3 separate regions of the Gossypium hirsutum genome follow, and all the other regions are linked to region 3. Evidence: chromatin contacts called from public Hi-C data. All regions are on one chromosome and are shown on one strand. The core of a region is the stretch at or near the end of the contact, and the rest is flanking DNA. Distances in the headings are between cores, read along the strand shown.

Region 1 (2,700 bases), core at 9-2,508, 220 kb after region 3:
TTTTTACATTGTCATTTTCATGTCATATATTATTTTTATCATTTACAGATTATTAAACTAAATTCATTATTCTTTTCTTTCATATAATTATACAATTTCTTACATTTTCACTTACTTTAAGGCTTATCATATCATATAACTTTTCATTTATGTATCACATGTTACTTATATATTTTACTGATCATGATTATAATTAGAATATCGATAACATAACTTCCACAATCTTAGGCCAAAATAGAACTCTCGGCCTTTAACGGAACTCTAATAACAGAACTCTATTAACCAACTTGTGCACCATGTTCCGAAAAACATAAACATGAACATATCGTAAACAAAATTCCAATATCTCTTTCACCCATCATAACCCCTATTTCACCAACTCTATCCCAAACTAAACCCATAAGCCCTCGTCACAACATAATCATATAATGTATCAGTTCATTTATTCATTTTAATTTCTTGACATTTAGCTTCACATATACTAACTTTTTTAATTTCCTTTCAATGCATGTATTTGTAAACATTTCATTTTAATTTCGTATGTACGTTCTTTTCTCTCTTACATTACTATCTTACTTTTATTTACATTTTCATCATTAAATTTAGGGTAAATTACAAAAATAATCACTTGTGTTTGCCTTAGATTACATTTTAGTCACTTACGTTGTTGTTTTGTTAAGAAGTTGTCACTCTACTGTTAATCTCCATTACCTCCCTAACGAAAGTCCTATATGGCAATTCAAATAGGTTTTAAATGCCAACTCGGATGTTCAGTTGGTGGAATGAAAATAAATTTTTAATTAAATAAATTTAATTTGGATTGCCACATAAGATATACAAGTTAGCATTTAAAACTCATTTGGACTACCACGTAGGACTGCCGTTAAGGAGGTAACGGAGATTAACGGTAGAATGACCACTTCGTAACAAATCGATAACGTAAGTGACCAAAACGTAACATTTTAAATATAAATAACTAAAATATAATCTGAAGCAAACAAAAGTGACAATTTTTATGATTTACTCTTTAGTATACATATTCAAATACCAAAATATGCTTATTCCATGAAGATTATTCACATTCATTTGGCACAAGACCATGGAGAGATGCTTCCTTCTAGGTTGCTAATGTTAGTTTCCATGACTCCTTCGAGTTTCTTTTTTTTTTTACTAAAAAAATATAGAATTAAATTGTTGCGTGAGGAATCAAATAGCTTAATATTAAAATTGAGAGGGAGCTTTTACCTTTCAAAAATTGTAACTGAAAATGATTTTTTTTTTTTAACTGTGATTCGATAGCATAGTATCCTAAAATAAATAACTAGCACGGAGCATAAGATACGGAACACCGAGTTTAGGGGAAGAAGAAAATAGGGTTCACTGAAATGGCATTAGCAGCATCCCTTAGCTCTTCTTCTTGTATCTGCTTCCACACCCAACTCCCCTATTCCAACTCAAACAGATACAAAACCTCCTCCGTCAACTTACCTCTTCGCCTTAATCTCCATGACAACGCCCCAAGTTCCAACAAAAACTCATTGCTTCTTAGTATTTCTGCCTCAACATTTGTGTTTGTGGGTTTGGGTCTTTGCATTTGCTCCTCCGCTTCCGCCTTTACTCCACTGCCCCGTCACTTCCAAAAAGGTCTTTCTTTCTTTTAATTAATTAATTAATTTTCGAACTGTTCACTCACTGTCATCTTCTTCACTAAATGAACCAGTGGACAGCAGTTCAACAGCAACACTACAAGAAGAAGATGATGAGAAATCGGACGCAGCTTTTGAGATTTGGAAATCTAAATCTTATGCTCTCACGGTTCCTCTTTCCATGGTTGCTCTTCAGGGCTCCATACCTCCCTCTTGGTCCAAGGATTTCATCTCCTCTCAATCCAGGCGGTTAAAGCTCCAAACCAAATTCCGCCCAACTCTTGAAGATATATTCACTCAGTTATGCCTGCCCTTTACCCAAGCCAAAGCCAAAGTAAATATTGGGCCTGCATCTCCAGCTGCTGCTGATATTCTCACCCTAGGTGACTCTTGGCTCCCTTTAGCTATTAAAAAAGCCGTTATTGAACCCATTACTGCTGCTGAACACCAGGATTGGTTTAAGGATTTAAGTCGCAAATGGAAGGTAACTTAAACTGCTTCATTATTAATATTTGCTCTAATTCAATTCAAAACAAACACCCAAACATTACCCAACTCCCGAAATTGTCTCAGGTTTATCTACGCAGGAACCTCAATGGAGATATTGATCCACAAGGTCAGATATGGGCTGCACCCTATCGATGGGGTACCATGGTCATAGCATACAAGAAAACCAAATTTCAAAAGAAAAACTTGCCTCCTATGCAGGTAACGTTAGTCTATCTGTAAAATAAAATCAGTATGACTTTAGCTCCAATATGATTCTTATTCATGTAGTATGGATGACAATTGTCAATTTCATGCCAAGCCAATACGTGCACACGTTCTCTCCTCTCACTTATAAAGGGTCTATTTTATTCTTTTAGAATTGTTCATAGTTTCATCTCTTTTCCCCATATATGGTCTGAAATTTGGTAGTAATGACATTCAAGACACTGAAGAATGCTTAGTTTCTTTTTGAACCTGCCTTTTTACTATTCTAGCATAAAGGTTAATCTAGTTCTGTTTGGCCTGTGGAGAAACATTAGGCACTTTACTCTCTATTAAAACGTTT
Region 2 (2,700 bases), core at 192-2,691, 150 kb before region 3:
TGATTATAGAAAATAAAGAAATAAGCAAATTATAGTAAGACGTATAAAAATATTACTACTGCTACTGCTATGCTTACAAAGGCTTATATAAAACCCATGCACATGTCCAACATCATTATTCAACAAGAAATAAAGCTACCATTAACACCAAGCACCGCACATAATCAACTCGTGCTGCTAACGGTAACTTGGTGTCATAATTATCAGTAATTAATTCAGTAATTATCTAATTGGCTATCATCTACCCACAAATAATGATTAATATCACTATTTTTAATCCGTCACAATCAAACCAAAGAAGCATAAAGTGATTGGTATGTTTAGATGGGTGGTCATGGTAATATTCTGACAATAACACTTAGGTTAATTTGAAAATAAAAGAATATTATTACAGCACTGTCGGACAAACATAAAAACGATGAATGGTCAAAATATAAAATTCACACCGATTCTCAAATATAAGATAATCAAAGCAATATACTTTTATTACAGCCTAAAACAAATACCGGCAGACAAACATAAATATTAAAATAAATGCAATTAGCCAAGAATATAAATTTCACACCCATACCCATAACGACAACCCATAGGCCATATAGCAATATTATGTATCTTATTTAGGGAATAAAATAGATTAATTGTACTCAAAAGAGACAATGTAACTCACACATAATTTACTAATCCTAAATATTACTACATATAAATAAAGAGAGCAGTGAGAATAAAAGCAGGCCATAAAATAATCCTAACTGAGATCTTAAATCTCGTCAACTAAAATTACAATTATCGTGATTATCATTATCATTATTATTATTATTTTAATTAATACTATCCGACAAACGTCATGAACCTCCCAAAAATAAAGTATCCGACAAAGGTCACACATGGCAAGAAGATCGCATCATGTGTCTCATCTTACTCTCTTCTAAATTCAATAATCCATCCCTTAGGATGGGAGGAGAGCTAACAGCACCGCTCGTAAATCGCCGGAGCAGAAAGAACTGAAAACTACGAGTGGTTAAAAAACACAATCTCTTTTCACCAAAAAAAAAACACACACAATCTCTTCTTGTCTTCATCCTGAGATTACTTCATCAATAAAGTAAAAGAAAACGCTTTCCGAAGTAGGAAAGATAGTAATAACAGTAAATACAAAAAAGCTAAAAACTCAGGCAGAGGCTGAGGTAAGAAGACTTTGTTTATTTTTGTAGTTAAGATGAAAGCTTACCTTACGAGGAGGGAGAAAGGAGAAACGATATAATAGCTTACTACAACTAGTTTCTTCTTAGTACGAGTATAATGCTTTGTTTGGATCGGGTGAGACTTAGCCACCGCTGATCTCATTTCATTTGTAGTCCTCATTCGGTAACGCGTGCCAACTAAGCAGACAGAAGTCAATTCAAATCCACAGTTCAGTTGTCGGTGCGCTCCACTTTTTAGTTTTTCATTTTCTTTTTAAACATAAACCAAGGATTATTAACACCACTCATTACAGCTCAACCAGTACAAATTATCCTTTGTTTGCTTGCTTGGGCTTGCCCAAAAAATAATTTTTGATAACGACAAAATCATTTTAATATTTAATAAAACCACATTTTAATCTCACACTTTATTTACTGTAAAAAAGTATTTTAAAAAATAAATTTATTAATAAATAACTATTTATTTTTATTAATTATGGATATTATAAAATTTTCAAATAATTTATGATCTGTCAGGAATATTAAATTAATTCGAATTTGACTGGTGGCTTTAAATAAATGATTTTCAAAAATAATAAATATAAAATCGACATGTGAGATGCGACTAAACAGACAAATACTTTGAATGGAATAAGTTGAGTTAAAATCTTAAATCAACCCACAAGAACCACATACTAATAATTAATAACATTATTAATTAGCAAAGTGATTGCATAGAAAAAAAAATGTTTACATATAGTGTAAAAATATACTATAACTAAGACCCTGAATAAATTAATATATCAAAATATAAAACAAATATTTACAGTATTAAATCTTTTCCTTTTCCTTTTTCCTCAACACTTGTTATTTTTTTAAAGCTAGTGCCAGAACGTATGTTATTATAGACACGTGTCCTTATAAAATTATTACTTTTTAAGTCTTGAAATAAATTCATCAATTGCTTCCTATATAAGTATTGCCTTTTTCCCCTTGAAATAAAGTAAAAGAAAAAAAAAGGCTCAGATTTTCTTCCAAAAAAAAGGATACTTAAATGTTGAAAAATGAATTTTATTATTTCTTTTTTATATATACAGAAGAGAGTTAAATATGCAAAAACAAGCCAATCCTTCATAACATATTGGAGACAGAAGCAGCAAACAGGAATGCAAGACCACAATTGGTTGGCCTGGGCTGTCACACAGGAAATTTTAAAAATATGAATGCACCCGCATTAATTATCTAAGTGAAATCCATCGTAACCGTAGTAAATGCATGTCAACGACTACCATCAGTTAATGGCTAAATTCATGGTGCGACATATTCGACGGCTGTTGGGCTGGGAATGGCAGGTTACTATTTGTCATGTTGCTCCAGAGAAGAATAGCGTGGCGGATTATGTACTTGTCCCAGAGGGGTGCGTATGAGGAAACGTTGTTGCAGGAGCTTCCTCGTGAAGGGTGCTATTTAGTTTTGGTAAATGTTCCCAAAAAGAAAATTTTCTAGTTTTGAACTTTTG
Region 3 (2,700 bases), core at 32-2,531:
AATTGAATATTTATGGACTCAGTTTATGGAAATGGAGTTTTGAAACTGCAATTTCTGATATCACTAAAAATCGAGTCGTTACAATCACCTTGCTTAATGCCCCTTATAGGTTAAATTAACTTGTGCGGGCCCCATTAGTAACAATATGATAAGACACTGTCTATATGCATTGCATAATTAAATTTATCCATTTCTCATCAAAGTCCATAGCACATAGAATTGCTCAAACAAAATTCAAATTTAACCTATCATGCGCCTTATTCGTTTCAAGTTTTAGAGCACTTATGCACCATTTTCCCTTCTTCTTCTTCTTTTTTATAAGATTTAGCAATTCTAATGCCATAACAACATTATCACTAATTTGGCTACCTTTGATGAATGCATTTCGAAACAAAGTGATGATCTCATTAAGGATGGACTAGATTCTCGAAATCAAAATCTTAGAAATAACCCTATAAACCATATTGCACAAGCTTATTGGGCGAAAATGACCCACCTTTTCTAGACATTTTCCTTATGGGATTGGCATAATGAACATTTTATTTAATTCCTTTAGTTGAGGAAGTTGAGCCGTGGATCTGAAACCAAATATCTACATCCTGCATTCGGTTCAAGTGCTTTAAGACATCTCAAATCAAACATTATTTTTATAACTTTCTTTTCTGTGAATGGAGAATTTAATAAATATTTTAGATTCTCTAGTATTGAGGAACCTCCAAACCAATTAAGAAATTATCAATTGATTGTGAACTATTTTGATTCGGTTGATTATAAATACTTATTTTTGGAGGGTTATAAATGCTTTTAAAATAGTCTTTAAAAAAATTTTAATATCATATTGGCATTCAAATAATTTTCCATTTTCACCTTTTTTGTAAGTATTGTGTTCGTGATAGTGGCGGAACCAGAAAATTATTTGGGTGCGGAACTAAATTATATATTTTTATAATAGTAACTATGTAATTTCATTATTTCAATAATTTATATATTTATAATTTTTAATGGATTAAATTAAATTTTTATCATTTTTAAAAAGACCAAATTATAATTTTTTCATTACTAATTTAAAAATTTTAAATTATAAAAATTTAAATTATAAAATTTTTATTTTAAAAGGACGGGACCTGCAAGCCCACTTGGCTCCGCCACTTGTTCGTGAGTCTTCTTTTATTTGCTAAGAAAATACGTGGTATTTTCAAAGAGAAGTTTAGACTTTAGTTTTGGGCCTAGTGATATTGGGTTGGGTTTAAATAAGCAAAGCAAATATTACAAGATAAGAAAAAGGAAAACCGTATTAGTATTTGAAGTTTGGGAAACAGGGCGAACGGGGCAATGCCTTTGGAATGTGGAATTGGGGAATTTGCATGCAATTAGGTATATTGAGAACCTCTGCTAGTGTGAGTTGTTCAAATCCGCCGCCGTTGATGTAGTCAGTATTCGGCCTTTCGGTTCAACTGCAGGGAATTGTGTGTTTATTTAAGTAGCTGCTAAATTGATTCTCAATCAAAGAATCAGATGGCGATAGCAGGGGCAGGGCAGCTTAATCTGAACGAGTCGCCCTGCTGGGGATCAAGAAGCGTCGATTGTTTCGAAAAGCTCGAGCAGATTGGAGAGGGTACCTACGGGTCCGTTCTTCTGCTTTCCCTTCCTCTTATTTTCAATTTAGGGTTTATGTTTGTTTCTCTATTTTTCTTAAATAGGGCGTTCTAATTTCTCTTTGCTTAATAACCATTCATTGCCAGTTTAATTCAATTTCTAGTACTATATGTTTTTGCAGCCAAGTTTACATGGCCAGGGAAATAAAGACCGGTGAAATTGTTGCTTTGAAGAAAATACGCATGGACAACGAGAGAGAAGGAGTATGTTCACGCCTTATACATTTATGTTTCATATAAATCAAAGAAATCATAGCTAAAAATTGCTCTTTCTCTACAAACTTGTACAGTTTCCCATAACAGCTATTCGTGAAATTAAAATTCTGAAGAAGCTCCACCATGAGAATGTAATTAAGCTCAAAGAGATTGTTACTTCTCCGGGTAATTATACGTGCTCGTCATTTTGCAATTGCCCCTTTGGCTTTTAATGCATTTATTGATTTGACTCCTACTTCTTAAAATTACTCCTTTAACCTTTCCTTCATATCTCCTGGTTTTATATTATTTTTAATTGTAGGTCCGGAGAAGGATGAGCAGGGGAGACCAGGCAAGTGTTGTACCATTCCTGATTAAGGTGTTATCGGCTCACACTTAATATTTGCTATGGTTTAACTCTTTCCCTTTTTTGCATTATAGATGGTAACAAGTATAAAGGTGGAATTTATATGGTTTTCGAATACATGGACCATGATTTGACTGGCCTTGCTGATCGACCTGGGATGAGATTTTCAGTTCCCCAAATTAAGGTAACCCATTTTATAGGCAAAAAGGATAGAGAAGAGAGAGAGAGAGAGAGAGAGAGAGAGGGAGAGCACTCTGCATTCAATCATCATAATTTTGTTCTTCTAACCATGCTACCCTTTCGTCCAGTGTTACATGAGGCAACTTCTTACTGGGCTTCACTATTGTCATGTAAATCAAGTACTTCACCGTGACATCAAAGGTTCTTACCTGCATACCTGATATCCCCTTGTTTAATATAATGTTGTCCCTGACTATGAAATCCAAATTAAGGTTCTACTTATTCATTGATGCAGGCTCAAAT

Evidence for each region. Hi-C and Micro-C count contacts between places; a contact is called where the count stands out from the background.
Region 1: a contact with region 3 is called in a Hi-C map of leaf, with 2.7 times the contacts expected there. The contact joins the promoter of LOC107930106 here to the promoter of LOC107930109 in region 3. A contact is called at or near these places in 10 of 34 Hi-C or Micro-C datasets (anther, callus, hypocotyl and 2 more).
Region 2: a contact with region 3 is called in a Hi-C map of leaf, with 1.9 times the contacts expected there. The contact joins the promoter of LOC107930098 here to the promoter of LOC107930109 in region 3. A contact is called at or near these places in 2 of 34 Hi-C or Micro-C datasets (both in leaf).

Annotation. Positions count from the first base shown.
Region 1 is chrA08:108,937,247-108,939,946 of Gossypium_hirsutum_v2.1, reverse strand. It overlaps LOC107930106, which reads left to right and starts at 1,258. Exons shown (of 6, transcript XM_016861674.2): 1 at 1,258-1,644; 2 at 1,721-2,130; 3 at 2,220-2,354. The coding sequence starts at 1,386.
Region 2 is chrA08:109,308,801-109,311,500 of Gossypium_hirsutum_v2.1, reverse strand. LOC107930098 (pectin acetylesterase 7) reads right to left here and starts at 1,441. Exons shown (of 13, transcript XM_016861660.2): 1 at 1,229-1,441. The coding sequence starts at 1,362.
Region 3 is chrA08:109,155,611-109,158,310 of Gossypium_hirsutum_v2.1, reverse strand. LOC107930109 (cyclin-dependent kinase C-2) reads left to right here and starts at 1,281. Exons shown (of 12, transcript XM_016861677.2): 1 at 1,281-1,625; 2 at 1,778-1,859; 3 at 1,946-2,036; 4 at 2,173-2,202; 5 at 2,292-2,401; 6 at 2,526-2,598; 7 at 2,693-2,700. The coding sequence starts at 1,516.